Linked DNA regions of Bombyx mori: region 1 is linked to region 2. The links are chromatin contacts, called in public Hi-C maps. All regions are on one chromosome and are shown on one strand. Each heading gives the region's core, a stretch centred on a gene start, on an enhancer-like site or on the middle of the called end of the contact. The rest is flanking DNA. Distances are from core to core; before and after follow the strand shown.

The links. Hi-C and Micro-C count contacts between places; a contact is called where the count stands out from the background.
Region 1: a contact with region 2 is called in a Hi-C map of whole pupa, with 3 times the contacts expected there. The contact joins the promoter of LOC105842591 here to the enhancer-like site in region 2. A contact is called at or near these places in 4 of 7 Hi-C or Micro-C datasets (midgut, posterior silk gland and whole pupa).

The regions. Positions count from the first base shown.
Region 1 is chr19:3,499,787-3,503,265 of ASM3026992v2, forward strand. It overlaps LOC105842591 (zinc finger SWIM domain-containing protein 4), which reads right to left and starts at 1,278. Exons shown (of 21, transcript XM_038017517.2): 1 at 963-1,278. The coding sequence starts at 1,251.
Region 2 is chr19:3,420,874-3,424,472 of ASM3026992v2, forward strand. LOC105842591 (zinc finger SWIM domain-containing protein 4) reads right to left here. Exons shown (of 21, transcript XM_038017517.2): 3 at 3,393-3,520; 4 at 2,473-2,684; 5 at 1,778-1,858; 6 at 1,140-1,427; 7 at 270-397. Among protein-coding and RNA genes, the nearest start is that of LOC101741888, 31 kb to the left of the region's middle. Within about 2 kb of position 1,323, at least 3 of the 8 cell types and tissues checked have open chromatin away from gene starts, as enhancers often do.

The DNA.
Region 1 (3,479 bases), core at 28-2,527, 79 kb after region 2:
AGCTAAGGTAGGAAAAAAAAGGCGTTCTTTATACGCGAAGCCGCCGCGCCGTAGATAACCTTGCCAGGTCCATTGCGATCTATCTGACCGCGTTCACTCGAAAAAGCGGCCCGAAATGACCGGTAATCGCTGTTCCGATGCGAGATAAGACCTAAACGAATATGTAACGCCGGTCCTCCCACGACCGAGCACAATAAAAACCGGCTCCGGCCCTATTAAATAAAAAATAAAAAAAACTGGCAATAATTTTTTTTTTTTTTTTTTATTCGCGTCCGTTATTCACGGCGGCGACAGTAACAAATGACGTCTGCACGGATTGAAGCCGTCCTCGCGAGCTCGCACCGAAACATTCCGGTCTTATAAATTCCCTATGTAACGGGATATCGAGTTATGTAAATCTTAGCCGAATTTTATGTTGCATCTGCATAATTTTTATAGCGGGGCTCTTGATTAAATTTTTCGATTGATTCGAAACACGGACCACGTGATCTCCATCCGAAACTTATGAGAATGCACTACTTATGTTTTCACAGGGCGATTTTAATTCGTGTTTCCGTTGATTCAATTTGAAGAATCTTTTAATACGATCACGAATTCGTTGTTTGCGATCGAATTTCCTATGAAGCCGGCTGCCTCCGGGAACGTAATCGCTCCGATATGGTGTCGGGTGGAAATCGTGAATAATATGTTGCCGGGAATCGATTAAACTTTAGTTCTAGTACCGGAACGATGATACCGCAACCAGATAAGGGCCACGGCCGAGCGGCCCGGAACCTTTCGTCCGAGCCAATCATCAGTCCTGACGGGCCCTAATCTCTTGAAACTTTTACGAGGCAACGCATGAATAATTCCCGAGAGGAGTAGCTATCGATCGCACACGTCGAGGTTTTTATTTATACGGCGCGGGTGGGCGAGGCGCATATTAGTAAACAGGCGCAGGCGCGTCGCAGGCGGACACTCACCGACTTGCAGCACGTTCTCCACGCAGCCGGCTTCGAGCAGCTTCAGGCCGCGGCAGAAGGCGATGTTGCGATGGTCGTCGGGAGGCGCCCGTGCTAACGACGAGTACATGCAGATGTCTCGCTCGTCCCGCGGGAACGACCAGTACACGACACGACGTTGTACCGGTTCCGGGATGCGTTCGTAGCGCTCCTCGATCCGCTGAAAGGGAATGTTCGCGGCCACTATCTTGGCGGTGATGTCGAGTAGGGTCGGCGGGGCGCGCGGCCGGCAGCATGCGCGCGGCGACATGGCGCTCGCTTGGCCGCTCGGCGCGGACTGACTGCTCTAAGCCCCCCCTGCACCACACCTCCTCGTTTAACCGATGCCTGGGGAGGTGCGCCCCAAATTGACACACCGCGATAAATTATTCATTTGGCAGGCATAATGTGCGATATATTATTAAAAGTTGGCATTTTTATATTGTTCTGGGCGCTTAATATCGATGAGTGGGAATTTGAGTATCTTTCTACGCTGCTTGAAACAAGGTGAACTTGTCGATTGGACGTTTTTAAGGTTTTAACACTCTTCCGATTGAAATCATGTTTTCGTATCCAAATCTTTTTATATATCCATGAAAGCCAGATAAGTACATAGTTAATCCGGTCATAGGTGCTTTCGTTTTTGAATATCAGAGACACAGTTACGTGTGATTCCTACCGCGGGGAAAACTTAAAATTTCATATAAAAACATTCCGTGCTCCGTAAAGGTCACGACCCTCAGAATTTAGTAACACGCTGCAAGGAGGATGAAAAACAATCCAAAAAATACAGTCGAAGATAGCTCATTCCAAAACTTGGTGGTATGCAACGCTGGAAAGATTTGGTGCGAAACTCAGCAGGATGATTCTAGGGGAAAATGTAACAACACCGAGCTCTTCAATAAGTTCGAAGAGTATGGAAACATTGACTTTGACAAATAAGGGGCTTACAGTATCGGGTCGAAGTTGCATAACGTTACCCACCGCTACCCTACACGTGACCCCTGGGTGGTGCTAATAGTGCAACAACCTGGCGACTGAACTGTCCTCCTGAGGATCTCCCGGTTCCAACTACACTGCGTCAATTATAAAACCCTTATCACAAACTGTAAATTTCAATTATAACCACGCAGTGTAAACGAATGCCATACGATAAATAAATAAAAAGTATCGAGGCCTTGTGAAGAAGTATAATTTCAATAGCGATTTCAGAGGATGGATTCGATACCTAAATAGTCAAGAAAGCTTATATTCTTCACGTACCACGGTGCCTGATGATTAACCTAAGAAGCAGAATTGTTAAGATTTGTAGAGAGACTATGTAGGTGCGGGCTACATAAGCGCTGCCTATGCTTGCATGAGCTATAATCAAATGTACGCAAATTTGATTTTGTCGTATTTTTCCAAGCGAAGAGCTAACTCTACTTGAAAATCAAAGGCTTTTCCATGATAAAAGCAGCGATAATTCAATATTTCCACGATAATTACGGATTGACTATGTGAAGTTATGATGCCAAATTGAGCTTCCTGGCTCAAGACATCAACTGGCGTTCTGCGTCTCAAGCCAGAAGGAACTCGCGTTGAGCATCATCATTGAAATTCTGAGATTTTCGTCGAGCCGACTTTGATGAATCACTTCCGAAAGCACAGTCCAAGAGTAAGACGAATGCCGTCATTTAAATTGTATTGTGGAATGGCTGTCACCACCTAATTTAGAACGTAATACACATTCGTGGCAGAAATGGGCGGGATAGCGGTAGCTACCTGGTTGGCCGATGAGTTTTAATGTTTTAATTTCATACCCTATTCTTAAAATTGATCAAAAGATGCACGCGTGATTCCGGTTTCATTACATCGATTAAATCAACGCCGTTTCTCAACATTAACCAATAAATATACAACATATCATCATCATCATCATCATGAACATCCCACAGTCGTCCACTGCTGGACATAGGCCTCTCCCAATCTACACCACTGAGCCCGGTCTGCTGCTTTCCTCATCCACTTCTTGCCGGCCACCGTGCGGAGGTCATCGCACCATCTAGCCAGGGGGCGTCCCACGTTACGTCTCCCGCTGCGCGGTTTCCACTCGAGAACCCGTCTGCTCCAGCGATCGTCAGTCCTACGGCATATATGGCCAGCCCACTGCCACTTCAGCTTGCTGACTCTTTGAGCTATGTCGATGACTTTAGTTCTCTGTCGAATAATCTCATTCCGGATTTTATCCTTCAGAGAAACTCCGAGCATGGCTCTTTCCATGGCTCGCTGAGCGACTTTGAGCTGACGGACCAAGCGTACTGTGAGTGTCCACGTTTCGGCTTCGTAAGTCATTACCGGTAGGATGCACTGGTTAAAAACTTTTGTTTTCAGGCACTGTGGTATGTGCGATGAAAAGACTCCACGCAGTTTGCCGAACGCCGCCCAGCCCAGTTGGATCCTTCTCTTGACTTCCCTATACAACATAAAATATGATCTATTATATTTTTTGGCATTTTC
Region 2 (3,599 bases), core at 73-2,572:
CTTGGCTCTGCCCTTGGCATTGCTGAAGTCCATGGGCGACGGTAACCACTCACCATGAGGTGGGCCGTATGCTCGTCTGCCTATAAAGGCAATAAAAAAAAAAGTCAAAATGATGATTGTTTAAAGATTTAACGCATTATTGCTTTATGAAAGTCGCCCATGGACATCGACAATGTCAGGGACATAGCGAAGACGCTGCCTACGGTTTTCGTTATTGTACTATTGTTGTAATATGCGTCTGAGATTTAAAATTAATTTCTAGGACTTACCTGTCTCGCTCTTCTCTTTCACGGAGTCTCTCTCTGTCCCTCTCTTCTCTATCTCGATGTCGTTCTCTATCTCTATCTCTGTGATCTCTGTCACGATCCCTCTCATTTCTTTCTCTTTCTCTTGCGTACTGAAACACGTTTCTCGGAATTATTTTTAAGATTATAATAATTAATATTGAACCACACGTTCGTGAAGTTTGTGAAACTATTCTTTTATTTACTTAACTCAACTGTCCAAAATGTGAAATTAATAAAAAAAGTATAAGTAAATTTGGACATTAATAGTATATGAAACTGGATGCTCATCTCTATCCTAGTATCGGCTGTACGCTCCTGTGAGTATATATTTATGACACTATTATATTATGTATCTGATTATTATGTATTGGATCGTCTCGAATCGCAATCGCACCAACACGCTTTCCAGTTAATGGAAAACAATGCACATTTATTTGTCTATCAATATTATGTACGCGTTGACGGAAGCAGCGACCACTTTACATCAGGTGGGCCGTGAGCTTGTTCTACGGAATAACTTTTTAGTTAAAACTAGCTGTACCCGTCCGCTTCGCTGGGCATTTAAAATTAACATTATTATTTCTCACCCCGACAAAGATTCTCATAATTAACACCCCCGCAACTGGTGTAGGGAGTCCAACACTCATACAAATATTAGCCTATCCATTAAGTACATGTATTTTCTACATGGATACCAAGTTTCAAGTCAATCATATGCTTGGTTCAGTAGTTATAACGGAACATCCGTAAAAACCACTGTAGATTTATATATTAGTATAGATAACAATTAAATAATCTACAGTTTCAATTGCATTAAATGATTACATTATAAATAACTTCAGGTTTACTTACTAAAGGAAAAGACCTATAGTCTGGATCCTCGGTGGGACATACTTCAACTGCCGACCACTTCTCCAGCAGATGCCTCCACTGCAGCCGATGGTGCTTATTACTTCCAGGATCTAAGACTATGCTGACCCACAGAGCTCCTAACTGCTCCCACAGCTGCCTGCATTTCTCTGTCATGGGCGTGTTCTGATTCCTCCATAGCAGGAGCCGGGGGTCAGATAGGAACTGCTCCGTCATGAGCATGAGCATCCTGGGACCGTTCGAGTCTTGCGCGCGGAGCATCTCCCGAACCTGTCGAGTTCACGTTGACGTTGAGGGTTAGCTGTTTTGAATTATATATTTTTATTTATTACTTAGATGGGTGGACGAGCTCACAGCCCACCTAGTGTTAAATGGTTACTGGAGCCCATAGACATCTACAACGTAAATGCACCACCCACCTTGAGATATAAGTTTTAAGGTCTCACGTGTAGTTACAACGGCTGCCCCGCCCTTCAAACCGAAACGCATTACTGCTTCACGGCAGAAATAGGCAGGGCGGTGGTACCTACTCGTGCGGACTCAGAAAAGGTCCTACCACCAGTAATATTCTTTTGAATTACAAGATATATTGAAAGATTTAATTGGAATCATGCACTTACCTTTGAAAATAAAGAGTTCAATTGTTTGTTTGCATTATAATAAGTTCCCTGTAACAAATACGCGCGTACTTGTTCGCAGACCTGTAACGATACAAATTTCTAAGAAAGCTAAAGGGTAACAACTACAGAGGTAATGACATCTGGTTTTATCTGATGAGAACGCGGGACGCAGGTCATCAAACACGAGCTCATAGGGCATTATTGATGGTTCGGATTGTTGTCAGCCTAGACGGTCTCCTGAGAGATCCTGCCTTTTTTTGCCTCGAAACTGTCATATGTTCGAGTTCAAGGAGAAGTACAGTCGTTGTCTACAGTATTTATAAAAACTGTGACGAAAACTTGACCAAACTCCGCCTGAGAGCACTTTATTGCACGTGACGTCATACGTGGCCAAAAACCAGCAGACATTTATATTATATAATATTATGTATAACGATTGGTCACACATGATATATTAAGCGTGTTGGGTCATGCTCACTGTTAATAAGGTATTAGAATTTAGAATTATCATACTCAGGAATATAAAATCTTAATTATATTTCAACAAAAAAACCTTATTATTATTTGGTCTCCGGTTACCCATGGAGACTTCCACGTCCCGTCGTGAGTGGAGGCATTCACGATGTTACAGTTGATAGTAGCCAGTAGCATGAATTTAATATTGTGCGCAGTGAAGAGATTTCTTTGGAGCTCACCTGCTGCTCATCCAAATGCCAGGCATGGTGCGCGTCGGGCGGCGGTCCGGCCGTCGGGTCCGGCGCGCCACATATCCTGTTGATGGCAGACCTCGCCTGCAGAACTTCGTCGGCTAACCTCTGCGCCGTCGGCAACACTTCGGTGTGGTGCTCCGATATTAAATACTGGACGAACTTCTGAAGTTGCTGTCTGTCCATTTGCAGGAGTGTTTCTGGAATTTAGATTTCTATTTTGCCGCTGGTCGATATACGACTATCTACTCGGGGATTATGCTGCTATTAAAATACCCTGTAGACATCACACCAAGGATGCTACCAACTTTGGTGCAGTGGAAGTCGTTTCTTTTTTTTATTTTTTTATTGCCTTTGTAGGCAGACGAGCATACGGCCCACCTGATGGTGAGTGGTTACCGTCGCCCATGGACTTCAGCAATGCCAAGGGCAGAGCCAAGCCGCTGCCTACCGCTAACAAGCTTACTGCTACAAGGAAGGTGTTTAAGGTATGTTTTAACGTCTTTTGCCCAGTGGAAGTTAGCAGGAAGCCCGTAAATCTACGTGGTTTGTACCTTCCATCATGAACTAGTGCGACTCATGTGGTGATTAAAGTTTTACATATCATCATCATTTATTCGAGTGCTTAAACCTTTAAATAGTATTTTTTTAAGAGGGGGTACTTGTGTCCCGGAGGGCTTTTCAGTTTCACCAGGACAGATGGGCGAGCAGCCAAGAGGATGGGGAGGTCCTTTAAGTATATATCGGTTTGATTTATGTTAAATTAAATGCAATTAACTATGGACATCCTCGTATAACAGAGGCGGAACTCGACTCTCCGATCCCCTCATGTCCACAATTCCTTTGTGAATGTCATTTGAAAATTATGTTATTGTTTCATATTTCTGGCTGATGAGGCAGGGACTCACCTGATATAGGCACTCGTAACCGAACGGAGTCTGCGTTCCTGATCCGGTACAAGGCCAATGCGACCACATGTTGGCACCAAAAGATATCTCGCGCCTCGCAGCTGCATGTCACACCGGTTATCTTACACCTAAAACAAATAGTGCGGGCTATTAAAAAATCATGTCAATGCAGCGTTAAGATTACATTAGCCCACTGAGTTTCTTGGC